2 separate regions of the Rattus norvegicus genome follow, and region 1 is linked to region 2. The links are chromatin contacts, called in public Hi-C maps. All regions are on one chromosome and are shown on one strand. The core of a region is the stretch at or near the end of the contact, and the rest is flanking DNA. Distances in the headings are between cores, read along the strand shown. Region 1 has its middle 780 kb from the start of Inhba. Region 2 overlaps Sugct (succinylCoA:glutarate-CoA transferase).

Evidence for each region. A called contact is a pair of places that touch in the nucleus more often than the background predicts.
Region 1: a contact with region 2 is called in a Hi-C map of the Rat2 cell line, with 7 times the contacts expected there. The contact joins two enhancer-like sites. A contact is called at or near these places in 3 of 12 Hi-C or Micro-C datasets (the A7r5 cell line, the Rat2 cell line and frontal cortex).

What each region holds. Positions count from the first base shown.
Region 1 is chr17:53,024,242-53,029,612 of GRCr8, reverse strand. No RefSeq gene overlaps it. Among named protein-coding and RNA genes, the nearest start is that of Inhba, 780 kb to the left of the region's middle. Within about 2 kb of position 3,067, at least 10 of the 93 cell types and tissues checked have an H3K27ac peak or open chromatin away from gene starts, as enhancers often do.
Region 2 is chr17:52,335,321-52,341,538 of GRCr8, reverse strand. All of the region lies in intron 9 of Sugct (succinylCoA:glutarate-CoA transferase), which reads right to left. Among named protein-coding and RNA genes, the nearest start is that of Sugct, 270 kb to the right of the region's middle. Within about 2 kb of position 2,193, at least 4 of the 93 cell types and tissues checked have an H3K27ac peak or open chromatin away from gene starts, as enhancers often do.

The DNA of each region.
Region 1 (5,371 bases), core at 1,818-4,317, 690 kb before region 2:
GAAGTATGGAACAAACATATGGAACTACATGGGTTATAATCAACTTTCAGTCCACAAATTCCTAGAGATGTGTTTCTGAGAACTTATAGAAACAGTGGCAGAAACATCTGGAAAAGGTAAGTTGATTACCAGAACTGACACTTCCATTCCATGCTCACCTGGCGTTAAAGGAAAGCTGGGTTCCTTACTGGTTCCACTTGAAGGAGCGCTTGATGCATGCCACACCTTTAGTTACTATCCACCAAGTTAAGACCCGAGATGCAGGGTTGGCGATTTAGCTCAGTGATAGTGCGCTTGCGTAGCAAGTGCAAGGCCCTGGGTTCGGTTATCAGCTTTGGGGGAAAAAAAAGACCTGAGATGCTCACTCAGGGTTTACAGCATATAAGACTACACCAAGGAAGGTGAATAAAAGTAAAAAACACATATGTAATACATGTGTGAAAACCAGGACCAGAAGATGGGACCAGGAAAGGTCAGAGCAATGCCTAAAGGCACTTTCTACCCACATTAAAGCAACCATTTAAGGAAGTATTTCTCAAAGCCCTAGGCTCTCCTTTGAGCTCCTAGGAAGATACGAGTTTAGGAAGGGGTAGGACAACATGGCTCCAGAGACAGATCTTGCCCCCACCCCTTTTCATAGCAGCCCGAGTCACAGCTCTAGCTTTAAATTGGAAATGCAATTAAGGGTTTAAATTAAGCCACACTAAGTTTTAATTACCAAATGTGACCAGGAAGTTATGGAATACACCCAAGATTTTGTTAAGGAAAGAGAAAACAGCGAATTCTACATAGCACAATTCAGCACACTGATTTCTTTTAAAAATACAGAACACTATGTCCATTTTCCTCAGATTTTAGTTGTAATTATTTCAAGATTCCATTGTCATACAAGTTTTTACTTAAAGCAAATTCCATGTTGTCATGTTCAAATAATTCAAGAATATTAATTTTCCCCTTTCCATCTTAACTTTTTGCATATTTCTAGTGTTGCATAATGGTTTCGCTCATTGATCGCTGCACATTAAATCTTTCATCAGAAGTTCAAAGTCTAATGTTTGGTCTTTTGCAAGAGAATCTATCTGGCGTTAGACAATAAGTCTCAAATAGGAAAATTAGAGAATTTGCCAAAGCACTGCATCTCGCTTCTGAGGTGAGAGCCTATACATTCTGCCAGCGAGATCCATACTCTCCGTCAGAGAGAGGAACTTGATGGCTCCCAATCTGAATCTAAACCTGTATCAACTTTCATTTAGACATGGTCACTCTTGTATAGAACTTTCTTCTAGATTAAGATATTTCAGAAGTGCAAAATACCTTTGGAAAACCCTGTTCAGCGATAGCAATCTAAATGAATCAGCCAGTATCACTCAGATTTATCAGACTTGTAACAATAAGTCGGGACAATATGTTGTCTGAGCAATGAGAACCACTCATTATTCTGTGATAGTTTTCAAGCCAACCTTCATTTCAATCAGAAATAACTGTGTTTTAAGCTAAACTAATATTTGTTTCTTCTAAATTATGTTTAAAATTAAATTTGCATCTGTCAGCCTAATACCTTTTGATATTAGTAAAATGTACTTTCCAGGGATCCCAGAGGGCCCTTCTTCTCTAGGTCTATGACTACTACATAACTGACCAACAAATATATATGCTGTCACAAAGGCATTTGCTTCAGCAGATAATCATGTAACTTTCAGAAATCATTTCACAGTCTTAAAGTAGTTAGTCTTAAATAAGAAAACTATCCAGCCAATAAATGCCATTCTGTGTTATCATCAGGGTGGCTGCCAAGTGAGGCGACCTCAAAAAGTGAGGGAGAAGTACAGGGAGAAGAGGGTGGGTGTCCAGAAGAAACCAAATATTTTATAGCGGGAGTCTTTCAGGCAGACTGGCTGGGTTCCATAGAAGCCCATTCATATCTGGAAGTCTTTATCATTGCTTTAAGGCTAGAAATCAATGACTACTATCCTCTTGAGAGTCTGAAACCTGAAACAAGCATATTTCTCTAAGCACCTTTGCGAATGTACTTAATTTTCCATGAGAACTCACTGTCTTGACCTGGCTCCTGGAATTCGAGGGAAGGGTAGAAAGTCGAGTCCAATAAATGAGTGACTTTCCGGAACTTCCAACTCGATTATTTCTGATGGTTCTCCATTGTACAAAAAAAAGGTAGTTTGCACTTAGGTAACTCTTTGAAAGAGGAGACCAAGAGCATACAGCCTGTGTACGCTGATGAGTCTCATTCTATATCTTGTTGGCTCAGACTGTCTTTGTTTGGAATCTAGCCTCTGGCCGAGGGTCAGCTAACTGAAGAGGGAATGAGATTCTAATTCTTTAATTAGTTTCTCAGTGATTCTCTATGGTTGGCAATAAAGGAAATACTTTCTGGGAGATCAGGTTCTTACCCTGAAAGTTTGGATAGGATAAAGTACTTGAAAGCCCAAGATCATTTTCAGCCTATTGTTCTAGTCTGCCTCTGAGCTGGGTTTTCTGCTAAAGGCTTTGGAGCCAAATTTTTATTTCATCCTCACAGCCATGGCTCAGAGGCACCAATGAGCACACTTCTTTCAAACATGAATGCACAAAGGCCTGTCCTCTTACCAGCACTTAACAAACATAGTACATTCATGGAACCGCTTGAAAGGCAAACAGGTTTTGTCTGTGAATATTGTGAATGAACATTGCAATCTACTGTACAAATATCCTGGCATGTTCAAAGGTCTAGTCCTCCAAAAAAAATTATGCTGGAGCTTTCTTAGAAGTCAGTATGGTGGGTAGGGGTGGGTCTATACAAACATCTTTGGAACAACCATGCCCTTTCCTAACAATAGGTGCTAGTCTCTCCTGTCCATGCTGTCCCTTTAAAGGCTGAATATCAAGCCCAGCACAAAGGCAGCACACAGAAAGACATGACTGAGTTCGTATAGTTGTATGCTAGGAAAAACATTCTTCCAAAGGCACACAACACACATGACTCCAGTGCCATCTTCTGAGTAGGACACTGCATACTTGAACAAAAGCCACAAAGAAGTGACCATGCCTTTCCAGCTTATGCAGCAGCTGGAATGTGTCTGACAGGGACCCCACCCTGGCCTTGTTAGTGAGTCATGGTCCTTCCTCCTTGGGGAGGACTTGCCCTGCTTCCTGATAGAGGAGAAGGCCATATATGGAGACATCTTTTCTCTTGCCTCTGGGTGGAGGGATGGAAGAGAAAAAAGTTCAAACCTTGTGTTGATGTCTATTTTTACAAAGATATTCTTTTGAGCGGTTTGACTTTCTTGTGTAGAGCCATATTAAACACACGTCAGACACTTAGTTGAAAGAAAAACACCTGCTTTCCAAGGGTTATTAAAGTTCTACCTTCAGCCTTCCAGGTCTGGGGGAAGACAGCTTGAGAGAAAACAATCTCTGATTTGGGGCATCAAATGGCTGTCAGAGTGAAGGTTGGGTACAGACCGTGTTCACCCAAAGTAGGAGGCCAGCATTAAGAAGGAAATCAAAAGTAGAGAAAACACATAACAGCTGATTTCTTTTACACTCCTGGGAAAGGCTCTTTACTCTTTTCTGCATTACTGGACACATGTCTCTCCCATGAGACTCCAAAGTGACGTCCACTATATCATTATCAGCATGTCATCAATTCTAAGTTCTGTTAACCACCTGCTATCCCAGGGGAGATTTCTCCAGCATCCACGTGTTCTTCTGTGATGAATACTGATATGTAAGTGATGTCTTTACAATATGCTAATGCATATATAAATTATTTTATGGCATATTAAATAACACAGCACTTTATTAATGCTATTATTTGCTTCTTTTTTTCAACACTGTGCATGCTCTGAAATGGTCAGGAGAATGGGATTTGCAACTTAGCAATGTCCTGGCCCTCCTCTTTCCATATGTTTTCCTTCTTCCCATGTTGTGTACTTTCTGAACACTGTGGTATTGGTGACTTTGTTCATGATGTCCTGTTGCAAATGTCCACATAGGAGGCTGGCCTTTTGGCTGTGACAATGATTCCCCAGTGCCCTAATTCTGAAGCAGTGTTTGAAGTTTTCTGCTGGGTCTTTTAAGTTATTTCTTCTGCCCACCCTGTCTAGGATTACTCGAAAAATAACAAATAACAATAAGCCTGCCTCAACATTGCCAAAAGAAACTGCCTGGGACCTTTCAGAAGCCACATTCAATTTATGAAGAAATGAAATAGATCTTCTCGACCAACCATGACAATAAGCACTGGCCTACATATTCAGGGCCTGAAAGAAGTCGAGGCAATGGGCCTAATGAGAAGCAGTCAGCGAATCTAATGAGAATCAGACAGAAGGCCTAATGAGACATTTAACATGCTCTGCCTCTCCCCTCCTCTTTTGTTCAGTTTTCATGGGAATCTGTGTTTGGGGAGCTCAGTTGCACTGGCTACAAGCAGATACATATGGCTTTAGTGGGGAGATACAGGAAGGCAGAGAAAGACTAAAGATACCCAAGTATGGGTGAGTCAAACATGAAAAATGGACCCAAAGGACACGCTAATGATAAGACTTGGCTTTTATTTTTAATCTAATCTAATTCTTTCTCAGGATACTATAGAGTCATAGGGCTATGGGCGATAGGACAATAAACAGGCAAAAATTTCAATTGCATTACATCACTTCTCAGAGGAAAAGGACCATAAGAAAAGCCAGCAGTTCTGCTTCTCTCAGAGAGCCACCTGGAGTGAGGGGGTTGCAACGAAGTGATACCTGGGCTTGTCTCCTTATGAGGCAGCATTCCTGGGAACAGTGGGTGGTTTTGTGTGTTGATCTTGGACAGACTTGGCAGCTAACAAGATAGCTATCAAATTATAAGTTAGGCAGGACTGGGTGTAGGGAAGGGATACGAACCATACTCAGTTACAGCTCAGCATATCCATTACCTGTTTTGGAGGCAAGGAAAGGGTGTACAACACAAACACACACACACACACACACACACACACACACACACACACACACACACACCAGAGTTCAAATGTTTGTCTGATCCATGGATTTAGTAGCTTTGGAGTATAGCATGGTTTTGAGAGAACATAGGCATGATTTCTAATTCCTCTAGCTTTCCAGCAGAGGAAATTTGCATTGGCCCTTGTGGCTTGCCTATCAAATTAACAGTCTCCTTGGATATAAATGCTCTTTGTTTTAGTTGCTTACTCAAATATATGCTTTAAGTGCAACCCTATTTCTTTCCCTAGCCATCTGTTTATGTATTTATAACAACTCCTTTCTTTTCTTTTCTCTCTCTCTCTCTCTCTCTCTCTCTCTCTCTCTCTCTCTCTCTCTGTCTCTCTCTCTCTCTCTCTCTCTCTCTCTCTCTCTCTCTCTCTCTCTCCTCT
Region 2 (6,218 bases), core at 944-3,443:
ATAATCAGAAGATATTGTCCAGGAAATGCACAGTGCTGTTCATGATAGAAACCCAAAAAGGTTTTTAGGCTGTATTTCAGACAGCTTTTCTAAGAGTGGAAAGCTGCTACCCAAGTAATATTCCAATGATGTCAAGGTATGAGTAATTACTACTAAAAGCCTGAAGTCCTTCCTGAAGTCCAACTTACAAGGATTTGGGCATATCCCAACATATTAAAAAACAATAAAGAATGGGCAATCAGGAATTTATTGTGCAAAAATTCAAGCAGGATTTCCAATTTGCATTTCACATTGTATTTCTCCTTAAAGCCAACTTTAAAAATAGTTATTCAGAACATGGGTTAGCCTTGATATACTACTGACAATCCTATAAACTAGCCTATGCTATGCTGTGCTGTGCTGTTATACTGAGATGGATCACCATTTTAAACACAGAAGTGAATTTTCACTAGGATTTCAATGTAGGTTTTAAGGAGAAATTCTCTCCCTGATTTTGTTCTAGGATTGATTAGCTCCCTGCCACTCTTCAATTTGGCTACTCTGTTCGTACTGACACCCTTTCTCCTCTTGGATACATTTCCCAGACTGAGGAAAAAGGAAGACTTTTGCATAATTTGGAGCTCTTTCGGTAAAGGTACACTATTAGGACAGGGGCTTCTGTCACACTTGTTGGGCTGTTGTAATAGCTGAAAAATGCAAGTAAGCATAGGTCTATGGCTGGAGTGGGTACAGAAATGGCCTTAACAGCTACTGTTAAGTACATTTGTACATAATATTTATACTAAGCACACAATACCCACCAGACACTATGCCACAGACATTCAACACACTGATACGCCAATTCATCGCTACAACCCTTGAGTCAGGACATATTTTCAGCTATTTAGATGAATGCAGATCTGCAAAATCAAGCAGTGTTTCAAGGACGTAATTCCCAAGACCTTGCTGCAAGCCAAACAGCATGTCAATGTATGATGCTGTTCCTGGCAGCTCTGTGCCTCAGGAATGACAATTAAAAGGGAAGGATGTGGAGAAAAGTACTGCTTTGAAAATATAAATATGTATTTTCGGCAAAATAATGTAAAATTAATTCTTTTCCCAGCAATCAAGACCAAGTCCTAATAAACAACCTGGTAAGGACTCTAACTTTGAAGAAAACATCCCAACTGCCTTTCCAACAAAAGGCAATCGCATTTAAGCTAAAGTTATTCTACTGTTATGTTGGTATTTTTTCTTTGTTGAAATTAATTAGAATAAACATTTTCATTCATTTAGCAATGCATGTTACAAATCGGGTGCCCCTCCCTCCAGAAGAACAAATACACATGCTCAGGAAACACAGTCAGATATACACACACCTGTTACTTTACTCCATTTTCTGCTACATTTGTTGCAACAGATGAAAACCCACATCAGACTAAGAGGAAGAACTGTGCAAGTAATTGATTTATTTCAAGAAACTAACTTTCTCAGGCTGGGCTTTTCCAAAGCATGGTCTTTAATCTGTCCAACTGTCTTTTCTAACATGCAGACCTAACCAGCTGTTAACAGGTCCTTTCATAAGCACCTGATACATCTCTCAAAGTATATAATCTCCCTCAGGATGTTACTGTACCTGCAAATGTGCTTACATTCATTCCATGGCTGAAGCTAACTCCCTACAAGATTACAGTTAGACTTCTTTCTGTAGGCCTACTTAGTCTTCTTTATAAAACTACCCTAGAGACACTCCAAGATCGCAGAAAAGCTGGCACTTCCTCCAGCAAACACATCCCAGGTTGAAGCTAATTCCACAATCCAGCCTTCATTCCTTTCTGCTCTCAATAATTTCCACAGAGATCTAGCTTGTGTGTTAGTGTGTGCAGCCCAGAGTGGTACTCTCTCAGTGAGCTAGTCAAAGAATTGGCAGCATACCCCATGTTAACATTATATAATGACAGACTAACTCCTGCAAAAAGGGGGGTGGGAGGCAGTGAACAGCAGTGCTAATTCAACAAAATGAAAATCGTTTCCAGGAATCCCTGTGAATACTTTGAACCAAAGAAGAAAGGTAATTTTACCTTAAATAATCAGTGTGTATATCAGTAGCCCTGGGGGTGGGATGGAAATCATCTAATAATAAGATCTTGGTCAGAAATTCTTGCAAGGCCCAGCTGAAAATTAGAATCCCCATTACCAGGTTACAAGAGTGACATCTAGTGGACTCTTTCTGGGATGACAAAAGGGAAAATTCAAATTATAGCAAAGATTCCCAAAGCCTAATGTGAAAATGAATCGCCTCTGCTCACTGAGTGAACCAGACAGAGCCTGCCAGATCTGAAAAACATGCAGCTGATACCCATGCTGCCACTCCTAGACTTCTCATGGAAGCCAGGTCCCAAGAGATCTCACATCTGTTCCTACCCTCAGACGACAAACGGGTCAAAGGAATCCTTAACATGACTTTGGTCAGTGCTCAGACCTCATGGCCCCACTCCCCAACATATTTACTGCTCCCTCTGCTCAGGTCTCCAATACATATTCACTTCAGCACTGAATACAATGTGTGTTCCCTTTCATTGTAAACACCCCTCATGGGCTTTTGGTTTGCAATGCTGGGATGCAATTCAAGCCATGAACATAGAGAGAAACATTCTGCCACTGAACTATATATACATCTAGACCCTAACTAAATTATAGTAGTAATTTATACGTGTTTCAGAGCTCATTTTTTTTCCCACTACTCAAGTTAATTTGTTCTTGAACAGGGATCTACCAGGGTAAGGAACCAAACCTATTCAGAATCTTAATACAAGTTTCTGGGGTTACTTCTAAGAACAGAGCAAAACTACAGCAACCCCAATTGCTGCCTGAATCCAGACTTATATGGCTTATTCTAAAGAACCTTGACCTCTACATAGAATTACCAGTCTACTCTCCTTATTTTATTATTTTGAAGTTAGTAAAAATGATTTTTCATTTATTTGCTCATTTTTTTCACTTTACATTCCAATTGCAGCCTCCTTGTCACACTCTCACAAATTCCATTATTCTAGTCGTTAGGGCATGCTCATGAAGACCAAGCTGCACAATCTGCTACAAATGCGTAGGAGGCCTAAGTGGAGCCCCTGCATGCTCTTTGGTTGGTGGTTCAGTCTCTGCGAGCTCTCATGGGCCCAGGTTAATTTACTGTGTAGGTATTTTTGTAGTAATAGCCAGAAACTGGAACCAACCTAAATGTCCCTCAACTGAACAATGGATAAAGAAAACGTGCATCTACACAATGGAATACTATTCAGCTATTAAAAACAGACATCATGAAACTTATAGGCAAATAGATGGAACTAGAAGATATCATCCTGAGTGAGGTGACCCAAACCCAGAAAGATACACATGGAATGTACTCAATTATAAGTGGATATTAGCCATAAAAGAAACCATGATACAATCTACAGACCCAAGAGAAACTAAGTAGTAAGAAGGGCCCAAGGGAAGATGCTTGCATAGATGCAGAAGGGGAAATAAAATAGACATCGGAGGTGGATGGAGAGGGGGGAACTGGGTGGTAGAGGGGGTGAGGAAGAGAATGGGAATGGGATCAGGTGTGAGCAGGGGTGTGGGAAAGAGAACAAAAATCTGTGGGAGGGCATCTCTGGGACTAGGAGGAGACATGGAATTGGGGAGGCTCCCAGAATTCTCTAGGGTTGACCCTAGCTGAGACTCCTAGCAGTTGGGGATATGGAGACTGAAGTGGCCAACTCCTGTAGCCACGCCCAAAATCTGTCCTGCCTACAAGATGCACAGGGATAAAGATGGAGGAGAGATTGAGGGAATGGACAGCCAATGACTGCCCCAACTTGAGACACATCCCATTGGAGAAAACCAGCCTCTGACACTGCTATGCCTGGGAGAGATGCAGAGACCCACACCCAAACATAGGACAGAGCTTGGAAAGTCTGTAGAAGAGTGAAGGATGGATGTAGTGAGCCTGAGGGTCACGACACCACAGCCTAGTGTCTTAACAGCGAATTGATCTCTCCTCCACAGATGAGCCCTGCAGGCCACACATGACTCCCTTAGCACAGCCTCCCTCTGCTCTAGAGTAGACTTAGTTTCTAGTTCTAGAAGCCTATGACCCACAAGAATTTCCAACAAGGAAGGAGACCAATCTGTCATCCCTAAAACATACAAACATGCAAAAAACCACTTTCCAGTCCTGTCTGATCCTTTCATACAAAATTACTAACTTGGGACAAACGAGCTCTTTCAAGCAGTGGAACCTTTATTTCAAACTAATAAAAGCAGAAAGATAGAATTTCTTCCTTTGACATGGAGTTAAAATTTTTAGAAATGTCTCTACTTGGTTTCTCTCAAGATTTATTCCCTCATGTCCCACATATACCTTCTGTCTCCAACTCCTGCCCTAGCCTACGACCTCATGGAAATACCATTTGAAAATCTCAAGAATAACTAAAACCACCCCAAACTTGTGTATTGCTCAAAGATTGTATTTTCATTAAAATGATGGAAAGAAAGATAGAACGGTTTCACTACAAGCTGACCTAATTACTATTCTAATACAATTTTAGCATATGTAATCAAAAGATATATTCTGAAGATGTAAAACCTGACTTCCTGGAGGAAATTTGCTTTTAAGTCATAATTAAGGATCTCTGTAATGAATAAGCAACTGAAATGTTTGCGCCTCTTCAACTGTTCTTGGCAGCCTTGAGGGAGAAATTATGAAGAGAAAAATGCCACATAATTCTTTCTCCAAGGTAACATTAAGACAGAAAATCATCTGCCAGAGCCTTTCATAGACCCAGGTCCTCCTGCCTAAGTTAGAGGCCCAGTTATAACATATAATTGTGACTGTGACCAAATTACCTAAACTCTCATTTCCTCTGTTTCTTTGTTGGAAAGAGAGAAATATATTGTAATATAAGTATTAATATAAATTTCATGATTATTTAAAGGACTGTTGTGTGACTAAATTAATATGTATGAAGCATTTAATAACTGGTACATAGTAATCCCTCATTAACATCACCTCCCAGTTGTAATGCCTCTTACTAACGTGTTACTAATCACGATGGCTATTTATCGTGCTTCCGTATTCAAAATGACACTCGTTCTTTTTGATAATTTTTAGCATTTGTTAGCATAGGAAATATACAATCATATCAATTCTTCATGTAACTTGAGAATGCAAGAGAAGCAGATGAAATTCCAAAACACCTCCAAATGTTTACTAATTCATTGCCTTTCCTTGTGCCTCTCAGTACTTAGCCCTGCAGTGACGAGTGTTTAAAATTCTGCAGTTGTTAACTGAAGGCCATTGTGATTTTCAAAAATCAAAAATAGTTTTTAAGCATCACAGTATACTGTCCTTGAGCATCGAAATTATCTGAAGTTCAGGAATTTTGTTTTAAATCAAAGAAAGCTAAGCCTTTACAAGGAAAAGCAGAGTGGGAACTACTATGCCAAGAGCTGGCACATATCCCCTAATTTTATCTGCCTCTTAGACTGCCAAATGACCTATTTTCTTAGAGTTGTGGCAAAGTCCATGCCAGTTTATTTCAAAGTAACCAGGACCTTTAAAGAAGGCTTCATTTTGTTTTAACAAGAATCTGAAATTGATGAGAATCGAGGCACTCAAAAGCTTTGAAGTACATACATGATACCTGGCCCAACCTTAGAAAGAAAGGGGAAGAGATCACAAAATTAGCACTTCGATTTACCAGAAAATGAACTTTAATGCCACTGCTAATTAATTTAAAATTTGCAGAACTTTCTGAAATGCACTCTGAGTACCAGGGCTATGGCTACGTGGTATAGCCCACACACTACAACCCACCTCAGTGCTATAGTACACATTCCACAACCCAATGAGGCCCTTGAGTCAACTATTAACAGTACAAAACCCAAAATAAAGTAAAAAGAAATATAATCTAATGTTTTTGCTATAACTCAGTAACTCATACTTCCTTTTTTAAGTAAAAAGTGCTTTATTTCGGCTTATATTTCCATCACAGACACGGTAGCTGGAAACCGCACCAGGGACAAGAAATTAGCTGTTCACAATTCATTCGCTCACTGGAAGCAAAGTGGGAGCAGGAAGCAGGTGAGGCTATAAACCACGAAAGCCACTCACAGTGACTTACTTCCTCCACCAAGGATTCACTAAGGTTCCTCAGTCTCCTCAAACAGTACCACAGACGACCAAGGTTTCAAATACA